Regions from separate parts of the Zea mays genome. Here regions 2 and 3 are each linked to region 1. A link is a contact called in public Hi-C data. All regions are on one chromosome and are shown on one strand. The core of a region is the stretch at or near the end of the contact, and the rest is flanking DNA. Distances in the headings are between cores, read along the strand shown.

What was found. A called contact is a pair of places that touch in the nucleus more often than the background predicts.
Region 2: a contact with region 1 is called in a Hi-C map of leaf, with 7 times the contacts expected there. The contact joins the promoter of LOC100274446 here to the promoter of LOC100191792 in region 1. A contact is called at or near these places in 5 of 25 Hi-C or Micro-C datasets (bundle sheath, ear, endosperm and 2 more).
Region 3: a contact with region 1 is called in a Hi-C map of endosperm, with 2.7 times the contacts expected there. The contact joins the promoter of LOC100192113 here to the promoter of LOC100191792 in region 1. A contact is called at or near these places in 7 of 25 Hi-C or Micro-C datasets (bundle sheath, ear, endosperm and 2 more).

What each region holds. Positions count from the first base shown.
Region 1 is chr1:57,455,670-57,460,075 of Zm-B73-REFERENCE-NAM-5.0, reverse strand. LOC100191792 reads left to right here and starts at 2,208. Exons shown (of 3, transcript NM_001137217.1): 1 at 2,208-2,412; 2 at 2,529-2,723; 3 at 4,282-4,406. The coding sequence starts at 2,301. The coding sequence ends at 4,373.
Region 2 is chr1:57,670,575-57,674,980 of Zm-B73-REFERENCE-NAM-5.0, reverse strand. It overlaps LOC100274446 (Suppressor of SWI4 1), which reads right to left and starts at 2,648. Exons shown (of 7, transcript NM_001148805.1): 1 at 2,403-2,648; 2 at 1,961-2,230; 3 at 1,620-1,850; 4 at 1,427-1,519; 5 at 1,153-1,340. The coding sequence starts at 2,188.
Region 3 is chr1:57,595,272-57,599,677 of Zm-B73-REFERENCE-NAM-5.0, reverse strand. It overlaps LOC100192113 (photolyase/blue-light receptor PHR2), which reads right to left and starts at 1,855. Exons shown (of 4, transcript NM_001137536.1): 1 at 822-1,855. The coding sequence starts at 1,751.

The DNA of each region.
Region 1 (4,406 bases), core at 959-3,458:
CTGAGTGTGAACCTTTTACACCTGTATAATCTGTACAATTGGGCAAACTAGTTAGTCCAATAATTTGTGTTGGGCAATTCAACCACCAAAATTAATTAGGGACTAGGTGTAAGCCTAATTCCCTTTCACACCTCACCAAGTGTTGAACTTTTGTCCTGATCAGCAAATCTTAAGAACACATATAGAAGAACTGGAGCTAAGGGTTCTAGGTTGAGTCTTGTCCAGACGGATACTTATTAGAAGAACTGAAGCTACTTGATCCACATAATCCATCTTGGACAGGAAATGAAACCGAAATTGATCACTAAATGCCTAAACTTGACTTGAGCTACGAGTTTCATCTTCATATATAGCATATAACATCTTCACATATAGCGTATAACATTAAACAAGACTAATATACCTAAATTGGCCACTAAATACTCAATTGTGGCATCGGCAAAAAATAGCGGTTTACCGGTCTAAAATAACAGTTTACCAACGGTTTTCGGTTTTTATGATTTTTTCCAATTTTTTTTGAATTTGGAACGAATTAAAAAAAACCCCGGTGGTTAACTGAAACCGCACCCCTGCGGTTTCGGTAAACCGACCGATTTACCACCGGTTTTGTAAACCTTGTCCAACACTAGGTGGATGATTCCGAGAGGGAGGGCGGATATTGACACTAGTTGAATGAGAATTTCGATTTCACGACACGCAGTCACATGCCGTCATGGGATCGGCTGAAGCTGCGTAAAACGCGGGGAGGGGCTAAAACCTTGCGTCTTTTAAGACTTTAGATGGCTTATCATTCTCGTAACTGGATTGGGTCGTCTTCGCTATATGCGAGTAGAATGATAGACTGAATTTTCATGGACTCTAGGCATCTGCAAAAGGATTCACATTTGAAATAATCACAACTTTTTGGTTGTGTTGGATGAAAGATGCTTACCAGTAGAACAATATGGGCAAATTTTTTTGGATGAGATAAGCCTCGATTGTATAGAGGTAATCTATCAAAAGGCAACACAGAGAATGCGTCCTCTTCTGTTTTTTTACTCAGATTGTACTGATAGTTTATTTTTTAGTTGGATATTTGTTTTTTTTTCAAACATTTTAACAATGATTCTTCTGTGTGGTTTATAATCAGATTCACCATGCTACCTGACTTTTCTTGTTTTAAATTACAAAATCCAGTTTAGTGTCTGATGAATGCAATTTAGTCTCGCGAAGTCTTACCAAGGTTCTTGTAGATTTATGGCTTGGCCTCTTTGATCTAACAATAGATCTGAGGAGTTTGGGAGGTAACCTTCTAGGCTGAGGAATTTACCTTGCTTTTTTAGTTAATTAACACTGAATTGCCACTTGTATGCTATACCCCGATGTATTTTGAGAATTCTATCGCTGATTTAGTAAAATGCAGAATATTGAACTATAAATAGGACTGAATGATGATGACTCTTGAATTGAGTATTTTGTTGCAGATTGTGCATGATACAACCCTATGTAGCAATATTGATGCAATTTTTAGGACTACTGTAAACTGTAATTTTTCAAGCCTCTGCACTATTATTTTTGCCTTGGGCTGTCCAGAGATGCGGGATCTAGTAAAGGTTAAGATCTTTTGGAAATGAAAAATAGATCACGGAAGCGAGGTGAGGCGATGACAAAGTCAAAATCACTGCTGCTGCACCTTGTGATGAATTATCGGCGCGGCCTAGCGGCCTAAAAAAACATTGTTTCTACAAGAAATCTGACGCACCTCGCACCTAACAGTAGCACTCGCAGCCACAGCCCACCCCCACCCCACGATCCTTGTCCCACATGGCAGACCCCTGCGTCCCGCGTACGTTACGTCACAAAACCATCCAGAAACGTCACTATTGATATTGTGGATGGGCAGGCGCCTGCGGGGTCGTCACGTGACGCTCGCCAGGAGACGTCCACCCGGCGTCCCGCGACAGGCCGGCAGGCGGGCCACGCCACGTGCTCGACCCCATCGATATTATCCACACCCGTGCCGGCCGCGCCACGTCCTGCTGCCTTCAGCGCCCCGCAACCCGCCACGACTGATGTGCACGGACCACGGAGCACACCTGCGCCACCACTCGCTGACCCCACCCGCATCCGTACTGCAGTCCATGAGCCGGGTCTAGGGAGAACCAGCCGAGCCCCTGACTGATCTATAAATAAGCGCTGCCTGCTCGGCATCGTACCTTCTTCTCGACCAGATCCGGAAGTTCTGTGGGTAGAGGACTAGAGACTGCAGATCGAGGGTCTGGCAGCGGGCCGTGGCAGTTGGGTGATTACGACGAAGAGAGATGGGCCTCCTCGACAAGCTGTGGGACGACACCGTCGCAGGCCCGCGCCCGGACACCGGGCTCGGCCGCCTCCGCAAGCAGCCTGTGCGTCCCGCCGCCGTCAAGATCAGTGGTGAGTGAGACAGTGAGCCGGTGACCGCCGCTGCTCGAAGGAAAAAAAAAAGACACATGCCCCATCGTAGACGGCGCTCCCATTCGATCTGACTTGTGGTTTCGTCGACCGTGTAGATCCGGCCGGGGACGCTGCAGCGTTCGTGCCGCCCTCGCCGGCTTCGGGTAGCGAGGAGACGCCGGTGAAGGTGACGCGCAGCATCATGATCAAGCGCCCCGCGGGGTACCCGTCGTCGCCGAGGAGCGCGGCAAGCACGCCGCCGGCCTCGCCACTGGGGACTACCCCGCCCATCTCGCCGTTTGCCGGCGCCGGTGAGTGCCACTGCCAGACCCACTACGCATTCGCTTCCACTTTTTTTTCCTGGTACAGGTAGGGGCAGTTATGTCATTTCCGGACCGCGCACCCGTGCCTCATTGGAAGCGTCGTGACGGGTGGCTTTCGGTTTTGTCGCCCAGTTAGGAAGCGTCTAGATGAGGCGTACTGGGGAAGGGGCGTTTTGGACATTTCTACCCAGTGGGTGCTTTTAGCTCTCGGGTCTCCATCGTGGATTCATAGCTGGATATTATCGTATTTAACAGCAGCCGTATCGGATAAACGTAGCTATCATTGGGGTTACGCGGGGTATGCATCAAGAGGAAAATGGACTGATTTTTTTGGTTTATCTCTCTACAATTATAAAGCACTTTTTTGGGTTTATCTCTCTACAATTACAAAGCACTTTCGACAGTCGTTTGTAGGTCTATTTCCATTCCCTACCAATTACCCTATGGGTAGAGCGTAATAACCACTCAAGATCTCATTAGTGGGCCTTTACCTTATAAATGGCCATGAGAAGCCACCAAGCCTAACACAACATGAGTTGCAAAGTCGCAACCAGAGTAGGGGTTTCACATAATATCACCTCAGTAGCTAAAAGAGGACCTCACCAGAGTAGGGGTTTCACATAATATCACCTCAGTAGCTAAAAGAGGACCTAACGAGCGGCCGAACGAGCTATTAAAAAAAAGGTCGAACGAGCTTTTCATTCATAATTTTCTAAACCTTTTGGCTAAGATGGTGTAATATTTGTTACTATTTGCCGTTGTTGTAACGGATACTGTACTAGTATAATAGCAATCCAACGATGGTTTAGCGTGTATGTATCACTTATGGACAGCTGTAAGTAGATGTTTCATTGATGATCTTAAGAGCGGAATACTGAGCCTATCTATGGTCAAGAGGTTGCCACCATTTCAAAGCAGAGTCAGTGAATTAGTTAGCTGAGTCAGATGTCTATAGTAAGCTGAGTCAGATATCTATAGTAGTAACCTGTCATGAAGCCCTGGTATATACAAATTATTCTACGAAAAGCTGCTATTGTGATGTGAAATTATTTGATCGAAGCGCCTTCTGTAAATTGCCCCTACATCCCAAATTGAACGTCGATGGATGTCTAGAATCAACCACACAAAGAAGGATATAGCTGTAATCATTTTTTTTTCTTGATTCCAGTTCTAAAAAAATAAATATGTAATGTAACCGTGCTTTAGTCTAGCAAGTCGTTGCTATTTTACTGTATATATACTCCCTCAATCCTGATGCATTTTTTTAGTTGTCCTGAGTCAAAAACCATTGTGAAAATAGTACCAACACACCTGCCACATCAAGAGGTAAACTATACAAAAAATCACATTTCATAATCTCTTGCTGACCTGCTATTTTCATCCACACTTGTTACCGTCTGGTTTCGCTCTAAAAGCGAAGCTTATGTCCATCTGCATGTATTGATGTGGGTTTTTTTTTTAATATTTATGAGTGCTACCAGCATGATCTGTTCCATTCTGTTGATTGGATGGATATCGCATAACCTTTGAGTGCTGAATTTACTAGGTGGTCGGTTCAGAAGGAAATCATCGTCCGACGCATACGAGAGGGCGACCCCGCCAGGGACGACCAGCCACCCTCCTCCCTTCGACGTGTGAACTGACCGCACCCTCGCACTTGTTTTTGCTCCT
Region 2 (4,406 bases), core at 1,399-3,898, 210 kb before region 1:
CAGTGGTGAGAGCTGTCTTACTGAGTCACCAGGTTGTGGGTTCAAAGCAGCCTCATCGCATTTGTGGGGGGAAGGCTTCCTCGGTTTATCCCTTCCCCAGACCCCACTCATGTGGGAGCCTCCGGCACTAGGTCTGCCCCCTCCCACTAATAAGGTATGCACTTAGTCAAACTGAAAGCAGGCAGTCAATGTCCCTTGTAGATTCTTGGGCACAATCCTTTTCTAGTGTTTGGGTCCAATCTTTTTACAATGTTTGGAATTCATCTAGTCTGCATGGCTGGTTGATGGGTTGTTAGGGCTGGCCGGCCAGCTGGCTGGCCCTGTGCTAGTAAATCTGTGTCCCTTGAGCACCTGTGCTCAAGAATCTACAAGGGACAGGACAGGAGCAGGATATACTTTTAAACGGATAGAACTGGATTGGATTATATACCCGTTAAAATATGAATTGGATTAGGATCAAGACACTTCTATAACATTTAGGGTTGAGGTGGGGCAAGGGCTGGATCATGATCCAATACCAGGCCTACATGAAACCCTTCTAGTGCTAGAACTAGAATAACTTGTAAACTAAAACACCAACTTATTCAAGTTGCAGAGCTCATCTCAGTTGTTCTTTTAAAGCAAGTTACGCTACTAAAAACCTAGAGCTGCATTAGTACAGCACCTTCCCCAAATTCTATGCTCTACAGTAACTTCCTTTTCTACCAGCTTTTTTGACTTAACTGGGTTGACTACTACAAACTTCACAAACATTAGTAACGAGTGTAGAGTATGAAAATAATATTATCACTTATCAGAGTTATTCAGATGATATATGAGGGTGAGTATTGCCTATTTAGCTGAGAGAAATGCTGATAAGTAAGCTAAATAAAAAAAACCACTCCCACCCCCAACACACAACAAAAACCCAAACCAGAATATGGTGTATTTCATGTTATTTCGCTAAACCATCTGCACTTCTGACTGTTGTTATGTTGAACTTCTATTGTGTCGCCAAGAAGGAGAATTAATTTATCACAACATTTACTGGCACCCCATGTACTAGTTTAAATCTGTGTTGTTAGCTTTCAGTTTTTTATGCAAGTCATCTTTTCTCGAAAATCAAAAATATATCATTGCAATATAAAAGTAAAATGGCAAGATAGTACTTACTTTTTCACAAACTCACTAACATCTTCAAATTCTCCTAGATCAGGCACTTGATTGTTTTGCATGAGCTTTCTAATCCTGCGACTGACCCCAACAGGCTGGAGCTTGATGGAGTAATGCCGGAATTCAATAACATCCTTCTCTTTATCATGTTTTAACAACAGAATCCTTTGGCATGTTGCCAGCTTGACCTATTGTGCAAAATAATGCTTTATTATCTGATTATGCCAGGAAGAATACATTAAGTTTCATCATGATGTTACCGTCCCATACTTACAGTGGTTGGGTCAACGGAAGGGAACATATGTTGGAAGTATTCGACCAAACTCCTGAAAGGGTTGCCGAGACCTGTCAACCCACCAAGTACAACCTGCCAAATCCATGAATTTCAACATTAAAACAAGGTATCAATTAACAATATCCACATTAAAGCTAGCCTGATACAAAATATCCACAGCAGTTTCATATACCAGTGGTGAGTTTTTGAATATCCCTGGTGGGCACCTTGGGCGCTTCTGAGAGTTTGCAATGTCCGCCGCAAGTGAGTACTCCTCTATCTGAAATGTGAATGTTGGGCCCTGCGGTGATTTGGCAAAGCGCAAATGTGGCAGGCTTTGAGGGTTTGAGAGGATTAAGAAATGTGTCACACCCATCGGGCCGGCAACATTGACAAAATCCTTGAGGTTATTTCGTTTCTTCTCCTGCCAATTAATTGTTTTATAAGCATGAGACACGAATAAGGGTGAGTCAGTCATTCTTTGAGTGCTAGTGTACGTTAATTGGGCATAGGGATAGGGAATTAGGGATGGACCTTGAGATTGAGAGCAGTGTAGGGGAGCATGACCTTGCGGAGGTCCTGCTGAAGATGGCGAAGCGTGGAGGGGAGTTTACCGCGGGAGAATACGAAGCTCTTCGGAATCTTGGCGCCGGTGATCTGGTCGACGTTCGCCAACGCCGTTTTCTGCTTCTGAAGCGTCGCCGCAGGGATGCGCGGACCGCGGCCCCGCCTCTTCCCCGGCCCGGACCGTGGCTGGCGCATGGCGGCTCAGTTGAACGAACACACAAATGATGGAAGAAAAACCTAGTTGAGGACGCGTCCGCAACCCAACACAGAACGACACAAGAGAAGGCTCAGAAATCAAAACAAATCCAGAAAGCAGCGGGGCGTGGGGCACGAACCACCCGTGGAACGATGAGGAAAGGATATTTCTACCTAAACTTTAAAACAACTGTGGCCGGAGAAGGGAACCTACCTTCCTACGGCGCGCGTAACTGCACCTCCGAGGATGGTCGGCCGCCGCCGGGCGTGTGCGAAGTCCGGTAGTGAGCAACGGAGGCCGGCGGCGCGTGGCGCTGAGAGGGAGGCCGGCGGCGTGCAGACCTCGAGGCTGCAGGGAAACGCGCACCACGGGCCACGTCACCAGCTCTGCTCTGCGCACCGCCGAAGGCCACTTGCACAGACGCACGGTGGCGGCTGGGACTGGGAAAGACCGAGGTTGGGGGCGGGGTCTGTAGTGTGCCGTGTGCGAACCGGATGAGTGGGATTGGGAGACTCTTTCCAAACCCTAGCGACCCACATGTCAGGTTAGCGGGTAATCGGGATATTCGGGTATAAATACTACTTTGTTATACTCGTTCCATAAATATTTGCGGATACCGTATTCGTATCCACATATAGGAACTTATACCCGGATCCATGTTTAATAGGTTTTTTTTATCCGTGGGCACGTGGATAAATCGTATATGTTGCCATGCCTATAAACAAATGTGGCCGGAGATAGCTAGGACTCTGCTGTTGCAGTCGCGAAGTCGAGACAGAAGCGGATGAAACAAGGGGGTGGAGGTTTATTATGACCACTCGAAGTCGAAGGGGAGACTCGAAAGAAAGACAACTGGACCGGAGCACATCGGTTTGAGTCCGAACTCCTACGGGTTTTTTCGGCTTGTTTCTATGTTCGGGCCACATTCGAGTAAGATGGAGATGTGTTATGGGCACGTCCGCACGTCAGCTTGGCCTATCGTATATTGAAGGTCTGTAGCAAGTTTCAGAAGAGATTATGCCCCTGTTTGTTTGGGCTTTTTCCAGCTTCTGGTCACCAAAAGCTGCTGCAGATCGCCAAACGCCCCAGCTTTTCAGCCAGCTTCTATAAGAATCGCTTTGGTAAAAACCGTTAAAAATCAACATAAACACAAAACCGGTCGAATTGTCATGATAGTAGGAATCTGTTGCTTTCTAGATCCTGAACCCTTTAGACCACTTCGTCTTCCTCCACACGTAATCCACACAATACTCAGATTCTTCTCACAGTCAGATTCTCTTCACAGCCAGATTCTCAAAAAGCTGGTCAGAAAAAAGCTGAACCAAACAGGCCCTATGAAAACGTTTGGTTCTCCGGAGAGACAACGCTTTGCTTGCACAGAAATCAAGATAGAACCATCGGCTATTTGGTAGACTCACTTCACCTGAAAGCAACGAGTCAGATAAAACTAGTTGTTTGGATTTTAGGCAAAGTTGCCTTGGTCTATGCGGGTAAGCTTTATCTTGCTTTCAGATGCCACCTACCTTAACAAGGCTAACCTTGCTTGGCCAGGCTAGACGAGCAAGGTAGGCAGAAGGTACCAAATTGATCCTAATTGTCTTGTTTTCTTGTAAGGTTATCTTAGGTTTGTGCTGGCAAGATTTTGCTTGTCGACGAAGAAAAGCCAAATCAGCTCACTCATGCTGGCAAAGCTTGCCTTGCTGAGCGAGGCTAGACGAGCGAAGCCAGCAAAGGAATCAAACAGTGTTTATACGACTAGCGCACGTTGAAAACATATAGTAATTTAAATGGTAAAAGTATTATATTTTTATAAGCTGACAATTCATACATAGTGTAAGTAACATAATTACTTAAAAGATTGAACAACCGGGTAAATTCATTAGTTGGATCTAGAACAACTAAATTACTTAGTTCACAGTGTAAGTAACATAATTACTTAAAAGATTGAAAACATTTAGTACTATTTGTTTATGTACTACACAGATTTGCACCACAACGCACACCAATCCACCTTTACCATACACAAGCAGACCTACAACTATCTTGCGCCGAAGAACGCTCCAGTACATCACTAATGATCACAGATCCCAGTGTTAGATAGAAATACCGACTATCGCTTAACAAGCAGCGCATAAGAGGCTTGTATCTGCACATGTTGATAATATTAAAATAGACACTACAGCCCAGTGAGCATCGGGGAACGATTCTGGGGATCGA
Region 3 (4,406 bases), core at 606-3,105, 140 kb before region 1:
GCCCTCAAATGTCAATTTAGTTCTATGTATTCTACACAAATGAATCATAAGAGCATAAAACTGCAGGTTTAAGGTGTCCCAGACCAAAACCATAAGATGCCATTGTGGCTCGTTTCCAAAGCTGCATAGTGATGAAAATGAAGCTAACCATTAATGCAGATAAAGGTGAGACTATGATAAACAATTCATTTGCAGAAGAACTGGAATTTGGCCTATCTGATTGGGACAAAACTGCTTGCTTCTTTTATCATCCAACCACAACAAAAAAATTATTACCATTTTGTCCTCTGCTACTCGGAAATACTACTGGAGCTGTGAACAAAAATGGAATGACAGACAGCAAGCAATAGTGACACCACACCGACACACCTTCTTAATAGGACAAGAGGACTAAAATTCATTATATCTGATTTTATTTAACTATGTTTTTTTTTGCGAGAAGCGGCTGATCCCCCTGGTATCATGCACAAATTTCGCTCTGTCAAAAAATAAATATATAGCCAAATTGTAAATGAAACGAAAGAGACTTAACTATGCTCTGTCAAAGACCCAACATAGACAAAATATATCTAAAAAGTAAGAAATGGATTATAGAGCCAAATTGTAAATGAAACCAAAGCATGCCATAGTTAGCAACATCCATCCGTTTCTAGCTGTACACTTTACTTGGAACTATTGAACACCAAAAAATTTTATTTTATACTACAGATTTACAGATTGAGCTCGAGCCTAAATAAATAAGATGCTGAACCGAACCTAGCTAAATATCTAAAAGCGTGTCACAGGAAAAGAAAGCAATCTATATTTCGAAGCCGACTCACCTGTGACATGGCTGGTGGCGCAGTGAGCCCGAGCTCAGCAAGCGTGGGGATGTCACCGGGCTCGAGCACATTCTTCATGGGCACGCACTTGACCTCCTCGGGAGCCTCCAGCACCTTTCTGACCTCCAACCCCTTCACGGCCTCCCTGAAGCCGCCATAGTTGGACGGCATGTCCTCGAGGCGGAAGGGAAGGTCTTCCACGTGGTATAGCGTGCTACCCCAGAAGTACTTCACGTTGATACCCTCCTTCTCCACAGCCTTTTGCACCCTCTCCTCGGCGCGGACCTCGTCCCGCGATACCTCCCCGTGAGCGTACACGGCCTCCGCGCCCGCCGCCCGCGCGAGCTCGGGAATGACCACTTCGGGCCTACCCACGCGCACCACCAGGTCCCCACCGCGGGCGCGGAGGCTCCGGCGCAGGTCGGCGACCGAATCGAGCAGGAAGTTGGCGCGGTACGGGCCCGTCCGGTCGAACCCCGAGGGGGACTTGCCGAAGTCCCGCGGATCGAAGACGAAAACGGGGAGGAGGGAGGACGACGCCCCCGCTGCGGCGTGAAACGGCTCATGGTCGTGGAGGCGGAGGTCGGCGCGGAACCAGACGAGCGTGCGGCGGCGCCCTGCTGCGGCGGGCGCGCCCGAAGGGAAGGAGCGGGAGAGGCCGGGCGTTGAGGAGGGCAGCGGGGCGATGACGGAGGAGGTGGCGGAATTGAGGCGGGTGGTGCGGCGGGAGGAGGGCTGCGCGGCGGAGGGGTGGAGGCAGACGGCGAGTGTAGAGATTTGAGTGGGGAGGTGGAGGGTGGAGGGGACGGAGGCGAGTGTGGGGGTGGCCGGCGCGCGGATGGAGAGGCCGAGCGAGAAGGACGCGAAGGGGAGGAGGCTGGGGTCGTCGCGCGGCTGGGCACCGGCGTCAGTGCCGGAGGCGGTGGCCATGGTAGGTGGGATGGACGAATGAATGGGTGAGGACTGAGGAGGTAGGGATTTGGTGGTGTGGAACTGCGGATGAGGAGTGAGATGCCGGGGGAGGAGAGGTGCGGGTGGGTCGACTCGGAGGAAGGCGGGGGAAGGTGGTGGAGAATTTTTGGACCCCCACCAACCATTCGGGTTTCAGCAGAATCCAGATCGGACGTGTTGTCACCTACTACATCTTCTACCAATCCAGATCGGACGTGTTGTCACCTACTAGCTACTACTACCTCTTCTACCAGGATGATGCACAAGCCAACGCCGGTTAGAGCAACTCTAATAGTAACATTTAAGGACTACTCTGAGAACCACATTTTTCTAAGATATTTTTACTTTTTCAAAGAAAATTAGTTTATTTTTCCTTGAGAAAAATAGAAATCTCATGAGAAAATGGTGCTCTCAAACTAGCCCTTACTACTATAAACTTAAGGGAGAATTTTGGATTGAGCGCACTACGAAGAGCTGGTTTTGTAACGAACGCACCGCCTTCGCGCGAGAGGAGAGGACAAAGTTGCCCATGTGTTAGTCTTTGTCGTGCACTTATCCTCCCTTCCGTCTCCTCTCATCCCTTCTCTCTAAGCTACAGTTTCAGGTGTCACATGGACGATGGATTCCCGCCATTGCCAATGGCGACATCATGCATGTAGATTATGTGATTAAGAATATTGTCCTGCTTGTGGGTTCAACGCCAGTTGAGGACGACATTGTGGCATCCACGACAATCGACGGTGCCGTTCCTGCGCTTCCTACGCCACCCAACATGGTTGCTAAGACTACGTCGCTTGCCATAGACACACCTCTTCTACATCTCGATGGCCTTCAATGGCTGGATCTAGAGACTTTGCCATCGATCCCGACACCTCTCTTGCAGTCGAGTAGTTTGGTGAGCCTGTGGTCCCTCTATTTGTGCACACAAAATGGTAGCTTTATCCTCCAATAGTTGCTACGAAACAAGATAAGTTTTAGTTAACGATATATAAAACCTTAATTTTATTTGTACGACCATGATAATGAGAGCACCTAGAGGGGGGTGAATAGGTGATCCTATAAAATCAAACACTAAATAGCCACAAACTTGATTATAGAGATGTTAGTGCGAGTTGATCAAGTTGTTATGAAGCGAGCTCTTGCAAACACAAACAATCACAGAGAAGAGCAGCACAAGAGACACGGTGTTTTATCCCGTGGTTTGGCCAAGTATAACACTTGCCTACTTCCACGTTGTGGCGTCCCAATGGACGAGGGTTGCACTCAACCCCTTTCAAGTGATCCAATGATCAACTTGAATACCACGACTTTTTGTTTAGTGTTCTTCTCCCGTTTGCGAGGAATCTCCACAAGTTGGAGCCTCTCGCCCTTACAATATAGATCACAAAGAAGCACAAGAGTAAGGGAGAGAAAACAACGCACACAAGACTCGAATCCGCAGCACACACACGCACACTAGCCAAGACTTGAGCTCGAAACACAGCACAGGGAGTTCACAACTCGAACGGAGCTCAAATCACTAACACAACGAATCAAATGCGTGGAGACGGAGTCTGGGAGTCTTAGGATGCTTCGTGAATGCTTGGTGTAATGCTCCATGCGCCTAGGGGTCCCTTTTATAGTCCCAAGGCAGCTAGGAGCCGTTTGAGATCAACTTGGAAGGCAATTCTTGCCTTCTATCGAGTGGTGCACCGGACAGTCCGGTGCACCACCGGACAGCTACTGTAGCAGCCCGATGCGCGATCTCCTTCCTTAACTGACGCATCCGATCGTTGGGCCGACGGTTCCTTTGGCGCACCGGACACTGTCCGGTGCACACCAGATAGTCTGGTGTGCCCAACCGACCGTTGGCGCGGGCCACGCGTCGCCCGCTGATTTCGCAGTCGACCGTTGGCTTGGGCGCCTCTGACTCACCGGACAGTCCGGTGATTTTTAGCCGCGACGTCCTTGGCGATTTCCCGAGAGCGACGAGTTCGTCGCCGATGTACTTGGGCGCGGGCGTTGAAGACTCACCGGTCAGTCCGGTGCACCACCGAACAGTCCGGTGAATTTTAGCCGCGTCGCCCCGCCGATTCCCGAGAACGCCCAGTTGGCGTCGAGCCAGCCTGGGACACCAGACACTGTCCAGTGCACCACTGGACAGTCCGGTGTGCCAGACTGGTGCTGGTTTTGGCTGTCCTGAGCCCTTCTTTCTTACATCCTTTTTCTCTTTTCTTGGTAATGTTTCTAGCACTTAGATAAACATGTTAGTAACCAAAACCATTGACTAAGTCCAGAGACATACCTTTCTCTTCGATTTGTACTTCTCACTTAGTTAGCACATATGAACTCAAAACAATGTGTTGGGCATCTAATCACCAAAACAATATTAGAAATGGCCCAATGGCACATTTCTCTTTTAGATAAAACCTGGCAACTATTACAAACTCCACCAACACATGAATCCAGTGGTGCTTAAATTGATTGGAATGCAATCAAAGTGGAAATAGAGGAAAGATGGGATGATGAGGGAAAACATGAAGTGACAAGTGAGGTTGGTGTATATATTAAGCTTGGATTGCAGAAAGAGGATGCGCTGGAGAAGAGGCAAGGGAAGAAGCATACAATGCAAATGGTGGTGCTAGTGATGAAAGT